Linked DNA regions of Zea mays: region 2 is linked to region 1. The links are chromatin contacts, called in public Hi-C maps. All regions are on one chromosome and are shown on one strand. Each heading gives the region's core, a stretch centred on a gene start, on an enhancer-like site or on the middle of the called end of the contact. The rest is flanking DNA. Distances are from core to core; before and after follow the strand shown. Region 1 holds the start of LOC100278550. Region 2 holds the start of LOC100383520 (Glycine--tRNA ligase mitochondrial 1).

Region 1 (5,885 bases), core at 2,710-5,209:
CAGGCTCATGAAGGAGTGACCTTACGATTTATTGGGCCCTTGGGCCTTTCGTGAGGTCTTTTATCCTTCCAGTGGACCTGAGGATATCTATCCCCCACACCTTTGGAATGTGGAAAATTTTCCCATTCTGTGTTTTTCATGTAAAAATGAACCAATTCCTGTGAAATTTCTGCACGAGGGATCTTTTGAATTCCAGGAATATAAAAGCATATGAATAAGAAAAACACAAATAAGATACGGTGGCGGTTGCAAAAACTTAGGATTAAAAAATATAGGAATTTTGTATAGAAAATTGTTCGAATGAGTCATTGGAAAAATACACGAATCTTAAAAGAATAGAACATGCCTTTTATCAACAAAACCAACAACTGCTAATTTTTTTTCCTTGCATTATGCACCAATGCTCATGAAGAAGAATTCCTCGTACTTCGTGCATAGGATATTTACAAAGAGGTTTCGGTGGATGCTAAAATTCCTATGAAATTGCATATATATAAGTATGGAAATGAAGTGCATAATTCCTATAAACCAAATGCAAGGATAGGAAATTTTGTTATCTGAACACTAGTACAGATAAGCTCTATAGTGGCGGTTGTAAACCTATTTACAGTGGTGTTTTTCGTAACCGCCAGTGATAGGGGTCAGTAGAAATCACCATTTTTACAGGCGGGTAACTGAGAACCGCCAGTGGAAATCGATTTTCACTGGCGGTCGGCGTAATAAAACCGCCAGTGAAAATCGTTTCCAGGAAACATAAAACAGATTTTAAAATAGTAAAAAAATATTTTTATTAGGGAGACCTCGCGGCCCGCCCACCCACCTGTTCGTCTCCGTCGAAGTCGCAGGTCGCGAAATTTTTTGTGCACTACACAGTTGCTAGGAATCGAACCCCTGACCTCAGCCTCACGCGTACCCTTCTCTATCATTCCGGCTATGGCATGCTTTGTGTTTAGTGTGTAGTTTTGTTGCCCACATATTACAACTGAGTGTAAATTGCTTGTTTGAGACCGTAAACGAATTCAAATAAAACAGTTGTCAACTACAAAGTTGAATAATTTTTGAAGTTCTAAAACTTTCATTTTGACACTTTTTTCATCCGAGGTCGTTTGCAAAATTTGAATTTTAAATTTGATAAATTTAGATACAATTTTTGAGAGCCGAAATGATTTCAAATAAAAAAGTTATCAACTACAAAGTTTTATAATTTTTAGAGATCTACAACTTTTATTTTGATAGTTTCATCATACGAGGTCGTTTGAAAAACTCGAAAAATTAAGGATAAAAATGATTTCTAGTGGCGGTTCCTTAAGAAAACCGCCACTAGAAATCGTATTTCTAGAGGCGGTTTCTTAAGAAAACCGCCACTAGAAATCATAGATTTCTACATGCGATTTTCATAAGGAACCGCCTCTAGAAATACGATTTCTAGTGGTGGTTTTCTTAAGAAACCGCCACTAAAAATAGCACAGACGGTTGATAACCAAATCCGCCTATAAAAATATAACGCACCGCAGGCTTTAAGTCTTTTTCTACTAGTGGAATAGAGTTCCTTCAAAAATCAAACAAATTTCCTACAATCCAAAAGACCCCTTGATTCTTATGAAACTCCTGCGTTCCAAAGGGGCCCTTAGTAGGACCTTGAATTCAATGAGCCTCTAGCCTACAACCCTCGCTGTCCCCACTCCATGAATTCTTTTGGATACACACGATACTCTATTATCGTGACAAATGTAATAGGGATCGGGATAAACGGGACCCAGGGACATGCCTTGGCATAGGGTATTAAACATAGAGAGAACATGAAAGTGGCACTTGCACATACCGACATGCAGAAGGATGTGGATGATATGGTTCATATCCACTTCCATAACCATATTGAGTTGTTGTTACCGTACCTGGAGCAGTCGAGGCAGGTAAAGGACATGGGAGGTGAATAGGCTTCAGGTGTCATCAAATGAGCATCCGAAGGAGCATCATAGGGAGTTGGATGATGTACATAAGTAGAGGGTTCTGCTGGGTTAGTTGTAGGAGGTAGAAGAGGAGCATGGGACAATTATTAATCATGTAGGGCTAGTTTGGCAGCCCAGTTCCTCGTGGGGAACCTGATCTTTTCCTTGTGTCGGTGGCCCACACAGGAAGCCATCACAGTGCACCACTCTGGCCTGTTTGGACGGTGGTTCCACAGGGGTACCTACCCAAGCGTAGCTTCCACGTGAAAACATGCTCGAAATTCAGACATCAGGCGACTATCCTCGACCCGTCTCTTCTCAACTTGCGTCCCTCCTCTCGTCTCGTGTGGTTGATGGTGCTACCATCGCACCTGGTGCAATCTCATTATCACCACGCTTCCGCTGATGATTTTCTCCAGGTAACTCCAGCACCTCTTCCCGCACCTTCTTGGTTTTGATAGGGTTTATTTCCTCTATTCCCACACCTTCTTGGACGATGACGAACACGAGCTAGAAGGAGGTGGTGGGGTGGGTTTGGCATCAATGACAGAGGGAGCGGGGACGCATGTGGAGGTGGCTTAGGGCGGGCATAGGTGATGGTTCTAGAGAATAGATGGGGTGGACGAAGGTGGTGGATGGATTATGGAGGGTGGGAGGCATCATCTTTGTGGTGCTAGACCAAAACAGAGGTTGTGGAGGCCTTATCGTCGTTGTCTGCCAAAGATGACAGTTGGAGGTTGCCGAGCATGATTAAATTTTATTTTTCTAGATAATGGGTTCTTGGGAGGAACGCGTTATGCAATTTTTGCTGGAGGAGGAAGAAGACAATGATGGACTATTCTATGTTATTCTCCGTGCTATAATCGCATACTTCTTAGAAGACAAAAAGGTCCATCGACACATCCTCCCTCGTCAGTGCTAAAAAGGTTAAAGAAATCCTTGAAGGGCATGAGAGCTAGTACAAATATGAGTTCATAATGGAGCCAAAAGCCCAAAACTATTTAAAGCCACGTAAAAAATTTTCTTAGAAGAGGGAATTTACTACGTGACACGTGAGGAGTTACCGTTGAGGAGCAACTTGGGATGTTCATGTATATTATCTCCCACAACGCCAGTAACCAAATGCTACATACGTCTTTTTAACATAGTGGAAGGACTATCCATCGAAAAATATATGGAGTTTTTTTAGATAGTTCGCACACTAACTCAATGATTCGAGAAGCTTCCTAGCTTAGTGCAAACTTATACGGACTGCAACATATTTTATGTTCATGCCCTTTTTCAGGTGAACTGCAACTACAAACATAATTAGCAAATGTTAATTACCACATATCCTCAACATCTTTCCATATTTTCTTTCCTTACATGCATAATTGCCTTGGTACCATTGATGGCACGCATGTGCCCATCACTATTAGCAAGAATCCCCCATATAGAAATATGAAAGGAACTCTTTCACACAATGTTACGGTAGTCTGTGACTTTGATCTTAATTTCACATTTGTTTCATGTGGATGGAAGGGTCAACATCAGATGCAGGGTGCTTCGATATGCTATTAGCAAAGGATTTAGTGTGCTAGAAGGAAAGTTTTATGTGGTAGTGGATATGCAAATATAACATCGTACATTGCACCGTATAGAAGCATATGGTGGGTACGGAGGCGACGAGGTCAGGTTTTATGGGTCCTTCGTTGTCTGTGTCATGCCTCCTCGCAAGTCCTGATCTCGGTTGCTTTGGACTGATTCGTGAAAAATGGCAGAGATGTAAGACTTGGACCGTAGGTTAATTAAAAATATAAGGTGGGTTTTGCAAAAATGACGACTGTTGGACCGTAAAACGGGTAATTTATATGGCAGACAAGAAAAGATGTGCCATTCCACAAGTTTGGCCATCTGCCCATCTATACTCGAGCGTGAGGACTGAGGACAAAAGCACCGCTCCCACTTACACATGGGCCCCGCCAATTATGAACATACAGACTTCCCCGCTTTCCCATCCCTGCGGCCCTTATCCCCAGCCCAAAATGGACGCCACCACCGCCGTGGCTGCGAGGCGCCTCCTCCTCCTCCCGCTCCGCGCCCAGCCGCCAGCACCGCGGGGCGCAGCGCCGGCCACGGCGAACCCCTGGTGTCGATCCGTTCCGCGGAGACGACGAGTCCGTGCCGCCCCGGCGCGCGCGTCGCTGGACCGCGCCGCGGTCCTCCTCGACACCGCGGCCGCGGTGGCCAACGGCGGGACAGGTTACTCGCAGGCGAGCTACTACACGTCTCTGGGACTCTTCGTTCTCTCCGTTCCGGGGCTGTGGTCCCTCATCAAGCGCTCCGTCAAGTCCAAGGTCCCGGACCCATCCCTGCGCCCCCTCTCCCTTCTTCCGTCCCGTCGTCCTTGTTGTCGGCTGCTTGCTTCCATCTTTGCTCTCTCCTGCACGCGCGCTCGTACGTTGCTGCTCCGGTCCCAGCGAGCACACGTGCACGCACGAGTGCCGTGTGAGCAGGGCGCGCACCGCACGCGCGCCTGGGTGCGCTGTGTTCGTGCCACACTTGCTCGTCCGCGTACAGTAATTCGGAGTAGATGCACCTGTGCCCGTGCCTACAGAATCGGGTAATTCTGGCTCCTGGATGAGCTGTCCCAATGAGCGTACACACGGGTTTGAGAGCTTCTGTGATTAGCTTTGAAGCAGGTTTCGTTCTTCCTTCTTTTCGAGAAGAGACGGGTAGTGCACTAGCTAGTGCTGTGTGATGTGGGTGGGTAGTGGAGTGGACTTGCGGTGTCGGCAAAAGATGATACCCTTCTTTTCTTATTCGATTTGCATGGTCCATGATGCCACCACCACGTCTGGTAGGGACTGCACTGCATTGGGTAATTAAATTAATTTTATTAGTCGTCCTCTTGATGCAAAAGTTGTTTTTTTTAATCACAGCACATCAGTCTCATAGTGAGTAGACTATTCAGAGGTCCGTTTATGTGGGTTTCTTGAACCTATTTTTAAATCTTGGCCAAATTCAGCAGCACTGTTTGTCATGTATGAATGCCAAATCTGTGGATGCAGATTGTGCAAAAGACATTTGTCAAAGACGAAGGGCAGTCGATGGCGCCAAATCAGGTGGCTGGAGAGATCCTGTCGTTCTTCACTCGCAATAACTTCACCGTCTCAGACCGCGGGGAGGTCATCACGTAAGTTGCGTGCTAGCTGTAGCTGGCTTCGTGTGTCCTGCAGCGAGGCTACATATGCTTTCTTCTCTTCAAAAACAAAACTCTACTTAGCTTAGCTTTAGCTATGTTGTTTGCTTCCTGATTCTACTGCCAAGCTAACACTCTTAAGTTCCGCATCAACCCCCATATATTGCACACACAGTAATTGGGTGTTATCCAAACACCCAAATCTGTTTTCATCGTGATAGGACTTGTATTTTAAATGCCGTTTATTGTCTGATCTATTGATTAGTAGCTGTACGGTAGTAGTGTAGCCACTTAGCACAAGCTCATGAATTTTTCTTCCACATGGGATGGGAATACCTTGTACCCTGAGCTGAGGTATATCGTGCTTCTGAACCAGATTCGAGGGCACAATGATACCAAACAGAGGCCAGGCGGCGCTGCTAACCTTCTGCACCTGCATTAGCCTCGGGAGTGTCGGGCTTGTTCTATCAATCGCTGTCCCAGAAGGTGGCAACAACTGGTTCTGGCTCATGACCCTGAGCCCCTTGGCGTATGTCTCTCTGCTACTCAACTCCCAGCAATTCAGAATGAATTCTTCCAGTACAAATGCAGTAACTGACCCTTCATGATGAGGTCCCAGGGGAGCGTACTACTGGACGAAAGCGTCAAGGAAAGAAGAGATCAAGGTCAAGATGATCCTATCCGATGACGGGAACGTGTCCGAGATCCTTGTGCAGGGCGATGACGTCCAGGTTGAGCAGATGAGGAAGGACCTC
Region 2 (6,174 bases), core at 726-3,225, 320 kb after region 1:
CTCCTGTAAAAGTCTCTAACGATGGGTGCACCAATGACTTTTTAATGGTTGGTCTTTCCACAAAGGACATGCCAGTGACCAAAGCCGATTCAATAGATGTTTTATGTGATTATATCATGGCAATAGAAGACGATACGACACTAGAGTAAGTGCTCATTGATTTATCTATTTTATGTATATCAACTACTTAGATTCTTGGTATAGACTTTCGTCATGATACATTACAGGATGACATGGGTGCGAAGTTTCAATCCTTTTAAGATAGAAATCTCTGTCAAAGACCTGCAAAACATATTAACGATAAATCAAGATATGGCTCTAAGATGCTTTGGCATGGCTGTTCGGCTGCTTGCCAATAAAGAGTCACGTAGGCCGAAAGGAGAAATCATAATTAATAGAAAGCATTATATGGACATGCGTTTCTGGGTAAGTTTGTTTCCAATCATTAATGTATTAATATATAGTATCTACATCTAATCCTCATGTGGACATGTATATATACTGTCCAGAGAAGGGTTGGCTTTGATAAACTTCCAAAGTACCATCAGGACCATACAACAGAAGAGTTAGCCAAAACACTCGATTGTTGGCCATCAATGAATTATTATATCACGTGTTGTAGATATGTAAGTATGTGTTCATTTCAAATGTATTTATAAAGGACACTTCTTTGCAATCCTAATGACTGATATTTTGCAGGTTCTTATGCCATGGAAATTCAACGGATGTCACGCCCTTTTCGTAATAGATCATGTTAAAAAGCATGTGACTTTTATCGACTTTACACCGACTCAAGATTGGTGTAAACACATGCCATACAAGAGGTTTGCGGAAGCGATTATCATGGCCTCAAAGAAATATAAGATTGCTTACAGCAAGAAACGTTCTGGATGGGCGAAGGATATCTTTAAGTGGGAACATACAATTCAGACTGGTGTTCCAATTGACTTAAGAGAGTATTTTCTTCGTACCACCTTCTAAGCAATTTAATTTTTTTCTATGATAATCATTGTATAAAACATAGTTGCCCAAACATTATATTATAGGTTTAATACCAGCTATCTCGTTCTATAAGCTATGGCCATGTGGGGGAATGACAGACGAATGAAATTTGTTGGGGGTAAGTGTAGTACGTTCATTCTATGTTCAAAACATATATTCCAGCTATCTCTTTTTATAAGATAATATGTTTTGTTCTCTTATGTCTTTATCTGTAGGATGCAAAGATTGTTCGAAGGAACTTTGTGATTGATCTGTTAAGTTATGAGGATAATTCGTGCCGTTATGCCATCCCTGCAAACATACAACAGAGACTTATCGATATCGCTAAAAAGGATTAGCTGATTAGTGTGATATTGATAATGTTTTCCACACGGATTTTGCATATTATAGTGATGTTTGTCGTTCCGTATTAATGTTTCATACAAATCTTTTACTTTCGTCGCAACGCACGGACACATATATATAACATACAACAGAGACATGTAAGTTATCGTATTATAATTCGGTTCCGTTGCAATGCACGAACACCCTACTAGTTTAGTTTAAGATTTAGAACCATACAATGATCATGACTAGCGAAATAACATAACCTTCAATACGTCCTATTGTCTATAGCAATGTATATTATCTTATTAAATCAAAGAATATATATTGGGAAAATGTTTTTATAACAGATATATAGTTGTTACTTGACGTTTTCAATCTATAAAAGTTTTTTATTTACAGTTAAATTAAAATTAAAATATTTCGAACAACTTATATGGACTTCCATCGAGCGAGTAAAGAAGTTCGTGAAACCTTTGTAAAGGATCAAAAGTCCATGGACACTTTTCAAATAAAATTAAATCAAAACGCGATTCCTCAACGATCTTTGATTCTTTGTGCGTGTCGGTTTCGTTGCCGCGGCAGCATTCATCAATGGTCTTTATGCGATTCCGCCCCCAGCTAATCTTCTCCTCACTCTCCCGCTCCACTCCTAAACCCAGAACCCAGCCCGTCGCAACCCTAGCCGCCGCCGCCGCGCGCCGCCGGCACCACACCACTGCCGTCGCCACCCCCATGGCCGCGCCGTCAGAGGACGCGTTGCGGCGCGCGCTCGCGGCTCGCAAGGCCGCCGTGGACGCGCAAGCCGAGGCCGTGCGCGCGCTCAAGGCCGGCGGCGGCGCGTCCAAGGCCGACGTGGACGCTGCGGTCGAGGCGCTGAAGGCACTTAAGGTTGAGGCCGGCGCCGCCGCGCGCAGGTTGCAGCAGGCGGTCGGGGCGGGCGCGGGTGGCGCCGCGAGGGAGGAGCTGCGGCAGGCGGTGGTGAACACGCTGGAGCGGAAGCTGTTCTACATACCTTCCTTCAAGATCTACCGCGGTGTCGCGGGGCTCTACGACTACGGGCCGCCCGGGTGCCGCGTTAAGGCCAACGTGCTTTCCTTCTGGCGTCAGGTGATGCCCGCGATCTGTCTCTGAATGCTTTGGATTTGTTTTCGCCTGTAGTTTCGTCTTAGCTGTTGTGCGTGGTCGCTGCACGTCAGCGATTGTGACATGTGTGGCCTTCATATGCGGAAAAGTTGTTGTTTTATTCGTTAATTGATTGATGTGTATAATTTTGTTTTCCTCTGGGATTTGTATCTATGATCTGGATCATGATAACGATTTTCTGTTAGGACAGGAGTTATACACTGGTCCCTTTTCAAGTTTGTATGCATTGTTCTGTCAGCTGATAACAAAAATGTTTTCCGCTCTTTAGTTGTACATTGACATTTATCTTATCAAAACTGGTCTTATGTCAATTAGTAAGTGCTAATTGGAAAATGTGCCGCGGGGAAAAAAATATAATTTTTATCCTTCTTTGGTGCAGTTTGTGTTGTGACTTACTAGTTTTTTTTGGTCGGAACTGACTACATTTTAGTTATTTCTTGTAGTTGAGATTCATCATGTTGTACTTTTCCTTTGCTAAGATAAGATTACTGATATATTTAATTTCTCTCCAGCACTTTGTTTTGGAAGAGAACATGTTGGAGGTTGACTGCCCCTGTGTGACGCCTGAGGTTGTCTTGAAGGCATCAGGCCATGTTGAGAAGTTTACTGACCTCATGGTTAAAGACGAGAAGACAGGCACATGCTACCGTGCTGACCACTTGTTGAAAGATTTTTGCAAGGAGAAGCTTGAGAAAGACCTTGCCTTGCCCCAAGAGAAGGCTGATGAATTTAAGCGTATTCTTGCTATTTTGGATGACCTCTCAGCAGAGGAACTTGGTGCAAAGATTAAGGAATACGGCATTGTTGCCCCTGATACAAAGAATCCACTTTCTGATCCCTACCCATTCAATCTTATGTTCCAGACATCTATTGGCCCCACTGGTCTTAGCGTGGGGTGAGAATATCTCCATTCTCTCTGTGGTTATGTTCCTTTTGTGTTGATTGGCTAAAAAGGTTCAATTTTGTGTGGCGGAAATAGGTATATGCGACCAGAGACCGCACAGGGTATTTTTGTAAACTTCAAGGATCTGTACTATTACAATGGCCAAAAGCTCCCTTTTGCAGCTGCTCAAATTGGGCAAGCTTTTAGAAATGAGGTTTGTGTTTTTTTGCCACATTTCTAAATGGCTACCCCATTTTACTCAATTATGGCATGATTCAGTCACTGCTTGTTCAGTGCCTCGTACTTTGTTCTTGAAATAATAAATGTTCTACACTAGCTTTGTTTTTGTTAATATGCTTGGAATAATTTATGCATTCTGATAGTTGACAGTACATTTGTTACTTGTTATATAGTTAGCATGCTTCTAAAAAGCAGTTATTGGCTATTCAATAGTTGCTTAGATATTCCTTTTTTTCAAGTACTCACTATGTCTAGAACTTGACAATCAGATCTCGCCACGACAAGGACTTCTCCGAGTCCGTGAATTCACATTGGCAGAGATTGAGCATTTTGTGGACCCAGAGGACAAATCACATCCAAAATTTGTTGATGTTGCTGATTTGGAGTTCCTGATGTTTCCAAGAGAGCTGCAACTCTCTGGGGAGTCAGCCAAGCTAATGAAGCTTGGGGAAGCAGTTTCAAAGGTTAGCAATTGCTGGCAATTTTCTCTCTTTCCAGTTTGATACATTCCTTTTGTTCTTTTGTTTATATATGCTTTTTCTTACCCTGGATAGAATTGTAAACTATTACACTACTGTTATTTACAGGGAACTGTTAATAATGAGACACTTGGTTACTTCATTGGAAGGGTCTATCTTTTCCTGACAAGCTTGGGAATTGATAAGGGCCGGTTGCGCTTCAGGCAGCATCTACCTAATGAGATGGCTCATTATGCTGCTGACTGTTGGGATGCTGAGATAGAGTGCTCGTATGGGTGGATAGAGTGTGTGGGTATTGCTGATAGATCTGCATATGATTTGAAAGCTCACACTGTAAGCTTATTGCATCTTTTTCACTCTAGATAATTTATCAGATACATATTTTTGTCCTTATATTGCTACAGCAGTTGAAACTGCTCATCTCATGTTGTAACTGCACTTGGTAAATGAATTTTGTATGTTGTCCTCTGTTTGGTGTGCAAATATGCTACTAATATTGCCGTGATTCTCTGCTTACTATCTCACAGGACAAAAGCGGTGTCCCACTTGTTGCTCATGAAAAATTCTCCAAGCCTAGAGAGGTTGAGGTGAGATGTCATATCTACTCTTCCAGTTTCTTCAGTAGTTATATGTTAGTTTTCATGTTAAATACATGACAGTGTTTGCTTACCCATTGAAGTACACGGTTCAAGTTCAAATAAATATTACAAAAAAGTATGGTCCAAGTTCACTACCGTTCTGAGTGCCCTATTACATAGATTTTCCCTTTATCCTTCAAATTGAAATTGTTATTTATGGCATTAACATGTGCTTATATGTTTGGTGATATTTATCATTGCAGAAACTTGTCATAGTTCCCTCGAAGAAAGACCTGGGGCTGGCTTTTAAGGGCAACCAAAAGATGGTCCTGGAAGCATTGGAGGTAACAAGTATTGTCATTGTCCTTGTTTTATGTGTCTGCTATCTTTTCTGATGTTTCCTTTCCCTGAATAAACTAATTTATTCTGTTGCTATCACCATATGGCAGGCTATGAGTGAGAAGGAAGCATTTGAGATGAAAGCTGAACTAGAGACCAAGGGGGAGACAAATTTTAAAGTCTGCACACTTGGAAAAGACGTGGTGATTACAAAGAAGATGGTATCAATCAGCATGGAGAAGAAGCTGGAACACCAGCGAGTCTTCACCCCTTCGGTCGTCGAGCCGTCATTCGGCATAGGACGGATCATCTACTGCTTGTTTGAGCACTCGTTTTACACAAGGCCTAGCAAATCAGAAGAGGAACAGCTGAATGTCTTCCGGTTCCCTCCTCTTGTGGCCCCTATCAAGTGCACCGTGTTCCCCCTTGTTAAGAATCAAGAGTTTGACGATGCTGCCAAAGTAATCGCCAAGGCATTAACAACTGCTGGTATCTCCCACATTATTGACACTACTGGTACGTGCAATACAATCTTAAATACCCCACTCCGTATAACGTAACTATATATATGTAAGCATAAGCTCGTGGTTGTTCTCTTGCAGCAATTTCTATTGGGAGGAGGTACGCCAGGACGGATGAGATCGGTGTTCCATTTGCTGTAACAGTGGATTCGGCAACGAACGTGACGATCCGAGAGAGGGACAGCAAGGAGCAGGTCCGCGTGGACATCGACGAGGTGGCGCCTGTGGTGAAGCAGCTGACGGAAGGCCAAAGCACATGGACGGATGTTTCTGCAAAGTATCCCGCCCATGTCGGCCCCCAAAGTGAGCAGGAGTGAAGAATCGCCGCCCTGATGTCTAGTCTAGCCATCGACCGAGAAGGCGTCGGGATGAGCCGTCTTCGTTCTCCAATTGCTGAGAAGATTGTGTGGCCTAAACATAACTGCTTTTGGTATTGACATTATCCAGAAAGGCAGTTTTTTTCCCTCATACATACATGACACTTGCTATAGCAGTTGGATGTTATGAAGTCTGCAGATGTCACCGATTTTTTTGTTTCTTTTAAATGCCCCTTTCTTGATGTATTCTCACCCATACAAAACATACCATTTGAGGTATTTCTGAACTAGCTGTCCTTTTGTAAGGTCAGACTGGGAATTGTTCAGCTATCTACAGTGGAATTG

Evidence for each region. Hi-C and Micro-C count contacts between places; a contact is called where the count stands out from the background.
Region 2: a contact with region 1 is called in a Hi-C map of ear, with 2.4 times the contacts expected there. The contact joins the promoter of LOC100383520 here to the promoter of LOC100278550 in region 1. A contact is called at or near these places in 3 of 25 Hi-C or Micro-C datasets (bundle sheath, ear and tassel).

What each region holds. Positions count from the first base shown.
Region 1 is chr4:198,981,582-198,987,466 of Zm-B73-REFERENCE-NAM-5.0, forward strand. LOC100278550 reads left to right here and starts at 3,960. Exons shown (of 4, transcript NM_001371713.1): 1 at 3,960-4,285; 2 at 5,000-5,124; 3 at 5,507-5,659; 4 at 5,750-5,885. The coding sequence starts at 3,974.
Region 2 is chr4:199,299,420-199,305,593 of Zm-B73-REFERENCE-NAM-5.0, forward strand. It overlaps LOC100383520 (Glycine--tRNA ligase mitochondrial 1), which reads left to right and starts at 1,976. Exons shown (of 9, transcript NM_001176168.1): 1 at 1,976-2,436; 2 at 2,985-3,367; 3 at 3,452-3,569; 4 at 3,865-4,059; 5 at 4,183-4,407; 6 at 4,602-4,661; 7 at 4,916-4,996; 8 at 5,102-5,507; 9 at 5,594-6,132. The coding sequence starts at 2,062. The coding sequence ends at 5,829.